2 separate regions of the Sus scrofa genome follow, and region 1 is linked to region 2. The links are chromatin contacts, called in public Hi-C maps. All regions are on one chromosome and are shown on one strand. The core of a region is the stretch at or near the end of the contact, and the rest is flanking DNA. Distances in the headings are between cores, read along the strand shown. Region 1 holds the start of NUFIP2 (nuclear fragile X mental retardation-interacting protein 2). Region 2 has its middle 62 kb from the start of CRYBA1.

Region 1 (3,283 bases), core at 522-3,021, 100 kb after region 2:
GGAGATAGAACAAGCTTTTTTTTTTTTTTTTTTTTTTTTTTGTAAAAATGAGCTGCTAGAAGGAAAAGGGCCCAAGAGAAAGCCTGAGAGGCGGAGTCGTGAGCGAACCTGGCAGGAGACGAGGTTCCTGTGGCAGAGAAACTCGTGACCGGGGAGCCTGGTTCCCGCTGGGTACCCCACCCGGCCTTCAGGCACCGCCTCTACCCAAAATGTATCCCCCCCGCCCCCCCCAGCCCTCCTGCCCGGAGAAGCACCCGCGGCCGCCGCCCGCGGCCTCCTTCTCTCTCAGCTCAGCTTCTAGGCCGGCTCCCAGCCCCGAACGCCCGCGCCTCCCGCCGCACCCGGGAGCGGGAAACGCGGCCGCCGGCGCGCGGGGCCCGGCGCAGGCCGCTCCCCTCGTGGCCGAGTCCCTCCCCCACCCCAACCGCCCCCGCCCCTCACCCCAGGGACCCGCCCGGGGCCGCGCGGCCGCCACCGGGTTACACAACCCGGCCGGCGACTGGGGGAGGGGCGGCCGCGGGCCGGGGGCGGCGGCGCCCCCGCAGTGTGGGGGGCGACGCGACGCCAGGGGGGTTCCCGAGCCACCCGGCTTCGCCGCGCTGTGCGCCCCTCGACACCCTTCCCCCTCTGTTCTTCAGTGGGCCGGAGTCAGTGACAGGAATCGGCTTCCAACATGGCGGACAGGAAGCGGCCTCGCGAGGAGGAGAGAACATTCCAGCCGCGCCGGCTCTGGGGGGAGCGGGCCTGGGGCGCCGGCCTCGGGAGGAGCCGTGAGGACAGACTACGAGGTCCGGTGCCCAAATGGGGCGTCTAGTGGTGGAAATGACCCGAGAGATAAAGGGTCCCAACCGCCCCCCCCAGACGGGGAACCCCAAGGCCACAGGTGGGCTTGGGGTGACGGGTGAGGAAGGACACTTCAAGTCTGCCCCCCTACCCTTTCCTCGCCGCCTGCAAAAGGGTCTCGCGACGCCACCCAAGTCGGAATTCGCTAGGCCTTCCCGAGTTACACCCCAAAGGATTTGGGAGGGGGCTAAGTTCGCCCCCAAATTAGGCTCCCTCCAGGGCCCCAGGAAGGCAAATGAGAAAGGAATATAGGGTTAGACTTCCAAGGCCGACCCTCCGAGTCTCCCTCCAGCCCGGGCGGGGGCCGGGAAGGTCACACAGGCCCGATTGGGCCTCTCCCATGCTGAGGGGAAGAAGAGGGCGCTGCAAACTCCGAGGCCCAACCCGAGCTTTTGGAGAATGAAAGGGGGCTTCCCCAGACCCGCAGGATGGGGACACACACACACACCTCGACCCGGTCCGCGCTCTCCCGATCCAGCCCCACCCCCATCTCCCCTACCCCCCCCACCCCATCCCCCTTCCCCCATTCGTTCTCCCTCCCGGACCTGTTTTCTTCTTCGGCGTTTCCTGGTGCTGCTGGAGGGCGTGTTTCTGCTCATGTTTCAGCGGCTTTGGCTGGGCCTTGGGACTGCCCTCGGCTCCATGCTGCAGGTATTGGTGAGGCTGCTGGTGATGGTGGTGGTGATGGTGGTTGTGGCTATGGTTGTAGAAATAATAATGGTGGTGGTGGTGCGGCGGCTGCTGCTGCTGCTGCTGCTGCTGCTGAGGGTGATGGTGCGGATGGTGGTGGCTGTGATGGTGCTGAGACTGTGGCTGGCCGGGCTTCTCCTCCATTGAAAGCGGCTGGGACTCTCTGGCTGAGGCTGCGCGCTGCTGCACCGTCAGGATCTGAGACTGCTTCTCCGGGCTCACTCAGTATATCTGAGCGCGTCTCGCCAGCGCACTGGTTAACAGAGCGATTCTGCGAGATTGGCAGCCGCACCCCAGCAATCAGAAGGCACGCTGAGCCTCAGGCCCCGCCCCTCGCCCAAATCCTCTTTCCTTCCCCTTGGCCGCTGCCTCCTGGCCAACGCCACTTACCCTATGCAACCTCACAGGGCCGGGCCTTCAACGTCAGCACTATGGCTCGCTCTTCTGTCGCTTTCTCTCCTTCACCGCGCAGTATGCGAACAGCACTTTCTACACTCCTCGCTCGAAAGCTAGCTTATGTCGAGGGTAGCAGATTCCACTGGTGATTTCACTGGCTCTGGGAGCCATCTGTTGGTTTTGCACCTCCTTAGAATCTGTTGGCTTTATTTATTTATTTATTTTTTGTAAATCCTTTTCCGGGTAACCAGAGGGGAAGCTCAATTCCCTTAACCCTGAGACCACTAAAGGGACAATATAAAAAGAGGAAATAAATACATTTTTTTTTTCAAATAGAAGAACTTCACAACCCAGTAGATCATTTTGTATTCTGGTTTCATTTTGCTTTGTATTCATATGCTAATCTCTTCCTTTCCACGAAGGGATTATAGGATTCCACAATGGGGTATCTGTGTAATTTTCTAAAAGGGCACAAAGGGTTTAAATCATTGTTTCTTTGTAGATGGAGGCAAGGGAGAGCGGGAGGAATGAAAATCTAAAATCTACACTGAAGTTTTATTGTTTTTTTTTTTTAACTCTGCAGGTGAGGTCAACTGTGGAACCAAGATAGGTTTTAGAATGTGAAGAGTTTCCAGAGAGAAAGAGGAGGAAAGAGCACTTTGAAAGTTAAGTTTTAAAAAATTTTTTTGGAAAATATAGGAATTTAAAGAAATAGTCTGTTGCATTTTGTAATACTGACTTAACTTATCCTGCATTACCACATCACAGCCTGATTTTTAAAAGCAAATGTTTAGTCAGGAGACTCACTACGCAGGAAGAAAGAGATTGTGATGGGGATGCACGGGTGTACTCTGATAATATTTTATTTCTTGACCTAGATGGTGATTACATATATATTTGCTTTATAATTATTTCGTAAACTGAATATGTATGTATGTGTAATTTTTCTCAGTGTATGTTATATTGGTTTTTTTAATTTACCATTTTAATCAGTTTTAAGTATGCTGTTTAGTGTTAAGTACAATCACATTGTTATAAAACCATCACTGTCCATCTCCAGAACTTTTCATCATCAGAAACTGAAACTCTGTACCCGTTAAACAGTAACTCTCCATTCCCTCTTTCCCCCATGCCCTAGTAACCTTTTTTTTTCTACTTTTATGACACCTTATATAATTGAACTCATACAATATTTGTCCTTTTGTGTCTAGCTTATTTCACTTAACATAATGTCGTCAAGGTTCATCCATGTTGTGGTATGTATCAGCCCTTCCTCTTTTAAGAGTTCCCATTGTGGCACAGCAGAAACAAATCCGACTAGGAACCAGGAGGTTGCAGGTTCGATCCCTGGCCT
Region 2 (3,168 bases), core at 349-2,848:
CGAGTCAGCCCCCGCGCCGCCCCCCCACCCCGAGTCAGCCCCCGCCCGCCTTCTCCGGGGTGGGCCTACGCTTCCTGGTCCCGCCCACCACCAGCGCAGGGGCAGGGCTGGGGCGGGGCCAAACCGGCGCATGCGCCCGGAGCCCTGGGATACACCCGCCCTGTAGAGCCGCTGGAGCCCAGCAGAGGGCAGCCGCCCCCTTCTTAAGGACCCGCCGGTGCCCAAGTGGCGAAATATAACCTCTTTGGGGTCGCCATCCCGGCCCCGCCCCCGAGAGGCGTCCCCTGGGAGCTGGAGACAAGGGGGCTGAAGCGGCAAGATGGCCTCGCCCGTTACCCTGGAGGGATAAGTCAAGAAGAAGCAAGGATGACGTCGGCACAGACAGACTTGGCTTTCATCACTGCTCCATCCCCACGGCCCTAAACGCCCCTCTATATAGTAGTCACTCAACACATGCTTATAAATGGAATACAATGGATGAATGACTTCATGAATAAACAGAAGAATCCAGGGATGTTTTGAGCCTGTGTAGTGGGGAGAGATCTGGGACAAACAATCCAGGAGGGTCAGTGGGCTTCGGGTAGCCAGCCCCTATCATCACTGCCCCAGCGGTGGTCGCTGAGGCTTAGCACTCTCCCAGCCCCTGCCTCGCACACCTGAAGGTTTGCTCAGAGCCTGTTGACACCATACCACCTCATGGGCACAGAGCCTAGGCAGGGAAGTCCAGGCTTGTCCTCTAATAAGACCAGGAATCCATCCCTTGGGAGTCAGGTCCCGGCTGCCTGCAGGGACCACCTGACTGGTGGTGCGAGTGGGCCTGCTGCTCCATGAGGACTCTCAGCTGCTGGGGATTTCCTCAGGGCCCCTGGGGATTTCCAAACTGCCTCTACTTGCCAAGCTCCCACAAGGCCCAAAGCCAAGGGCCAACCCTGAGGATGGTTTCCCAACATCCTCCACACTCCTGCCCCAAATCCCACCGAGACTGGGGGCTTCTGAATCTATAAATGCACCACACATGATCTTCCCAGCCCCACCCCCTCGGGCAGACCGGAGAGAATAGGCATAAAGAAGAATTGTTCTCTTTTTCACATAAATGACAACTCCTCTCTACTTCCATAGGAGAAAAAAAGGAAACCCAGTTTAAGGGTCAGCCACACCAATTTAAATAAAAATATCAGTTTTGTCTCCTGGGGTGTGAGTTGGAGGCCTGTGCTATTTATTCCTAAGGTCAGAGAAGCTCCTTTAGACAACCCTCAGTGTCCCCCAAACACTGGACATTCAAAAAAATTTAAGGATCTGTGTGTTCGCCTCTGGAGGCCCCGACTGGGCCTGTTTCTAGAACCCCTTTGAAGCCAAAATAAAGCACAGATCCAATCCTCATAGAAGCAGAAAGGAAGGAGCGAAAACTACTTTTCCTACCAACCCACCACCTCCTCATGAACAGCCCTGGCCAAATCCACTGGGGCATGTGAGCACCTGAGCATTACAAGGCTGGGCAGAAAACATGCTTGGCGAGGTGGGGAACCAATGCCCCGGTCAGGGTGGCACACAGCCAGGGACCTGTTGGCCCTGGGGCATCAGGATTCCAGAGTTGGTGAAGTGTAGAAATTGCCCAAGAGGACAAGCCTCCTTCCGGAGAGGACAGGAAAACACCACCCTCCCCCAGGCTCGGGGGGGGGGGGGTGGCGGCGGGCGGGAGGGGGGGAGACTGCAAGAGGTGACAAGCTTCCAGAGTACTCCACTGTTTCTTTCTGAATGAGCTGTGGAGAGCTGCACTGTTAATACGGTAGCCACTTAAGTGTAGCTATTTAAATTGACACAAGGAATACCTCTGATTAAATTAAAAGCAAATAAAATGTTAAATTCAGTTCATCAGTCACTGGCCACATTTCAAGTGCTCAATAGCCACGTGTGGCTAATGGCTACTAAGTGGGAGAGCACTTAGAACATTTATCTCTTTGCAGAACTTTCTATTGGACAGTCTGGTCCAGAGGATCCCCCTTTTAACTTGTCCTTGTCATCCTTGCCAAAGGCTCCTTCAGGTGTTGTCCCAAACCACCTGCTATTCTTTCCCACCTTGTCCCAGAGTCTGCTTAGGCTCCTGTCCCCACATGCCTTTCCTTGACTCACTGTGCCTCAGAAAGATGTGGGGGAGGGACCTGTAGCCACCATTTAACCCACAGCCTGGGAGCAGAAACCAGATGCAGAGGGGCTGAAATGGCAAGGCTGAATGGGAGCCAGTCTCCACCCCAAGGCATCCCAGGCCTGGGAGAAAGCCCCTCAGTGCCACACAATCGCTCCTTGTTTCTGCAAAGTCTCTGCACCATGCATGGGTAAGACATCTGGAATGTAGTGGCCTGAGGGCTTCCCCACACCACCCGCTGCAGGACTCATCTGCTGTTAGTGCTCCCAGGAAGAGAAGTGCCAGCAGACCCCTGAACTTGCAAGGGCAAATAAGGCAATGGACGTCTTGTGCTGAGCAGACTGCCAGGAGTTCTGCCAGGGGGTAGTGGGGACCATAACTGGACACCTCCCTGCAAAGCCAGCTGGATGAACCAAATGAAGAAGAGGGGGACGAGGACACAGCGGAGAGAGGATTTTGGCACGCTCAGCACGCTAGAGGCTCAAGCCCCCGGCCCCACCCCACCCCTGCCAGGGGAGCAAGGGAACGGGGCATGGATCCAACCGCTATTATATTCTATCCCGGGCACTTAATTTGAAAGGTTTTGCTACAGTAGCTAGACGATCCGAGGTGGGAGTGTCTGGGCAAGCTCTTACGGGTGATGGAGGAGCAGAGAACAGACCCGGAACTGGCGGGCCAGGGCGGCCTCTCTGTTCTGTGCCTTAATTCCATCCTCAACTCCTGCCGAGCCTAATCCAGATGGGCTGCCAGAGGCAAGACAAGTGTGAAGAAGCACAATAAGTTGTAAAGAGACCACAGAAAAAGTAGAGTTTGTTTGTTCAACTGGAAAACAAAAAGAAAGCAGCCTGGTCTTTGAAGGGTACTGGTATCAGCCAAGGATTTGACTAGAGGGAGTCACGGAAAAGCAGAACAGTTTTGAGGTAGCACAGTCTGGAGTCAAACTACAGGTTAGACTGGATGCTCAGGGCAAAGCCTCTCACTCTGAGGCTACCATGTGGCCCTGGGTAAGCTTGGGGACCAAGCCA

The links. A called contact is a pair of places that touch in the nucleus more often than the background predicts.
Region 1: a contact with region 2 is called in a Hi-C map of skeletal muscle, with 2.8 times the contacts expected there. The contact joins the promoter of NUFIP2 here to the enhancer-like site in region 2. A contact is called at or near these places in 1 of 5 promoter capture datasets (liver), 9 of 47 Hi-C or Micro-C datasets (alveolar macrophages, brain, embryonic fibroblasts and 4 more) and 2 of 2 datasets of contacts at active chromatin or transcription factors (alveolar macrophages and skeletal muscle).

What each region holds. Positions count from the first base shown.
Region 1 is chr12:45,504,816-45,508,098 of Sscrofa11.1, forward strand. NUFIP2 (nuclear fragile X mental retardation-interacting protein 2) reads right to left here and starts at 1,772. Exons shown (of 4, transcript XM_021067508.1): 1 at 1,389-1,772. The coding sequence starts at 1,677. LOC106507970 reads left to right here and starts at 201. Exons shown (of 2, transcript XM_021067509.1): 1 at 201-788; 2 at 2,513-3,283. The coding sequence starts at 210. The coding sequence ends at 2,539.
Region 2 is chr12:45,402,708-45,405,875 of Sscrofa11.1, forward strand. No RefSeq gene overlaps it. Among named protein-coding and RNA genes, the nearest start is that of CRYBA1, 62 kb to the right of the region's middle. Within about 2 kb of position 1,599, at least 19 of the 83 cell types and tissues checked have an H3K27ac peak or open chromatin away from gene starts, as enhancers often do. A contact at or near this core is called in liver and skeletal muscle, where this site is marked.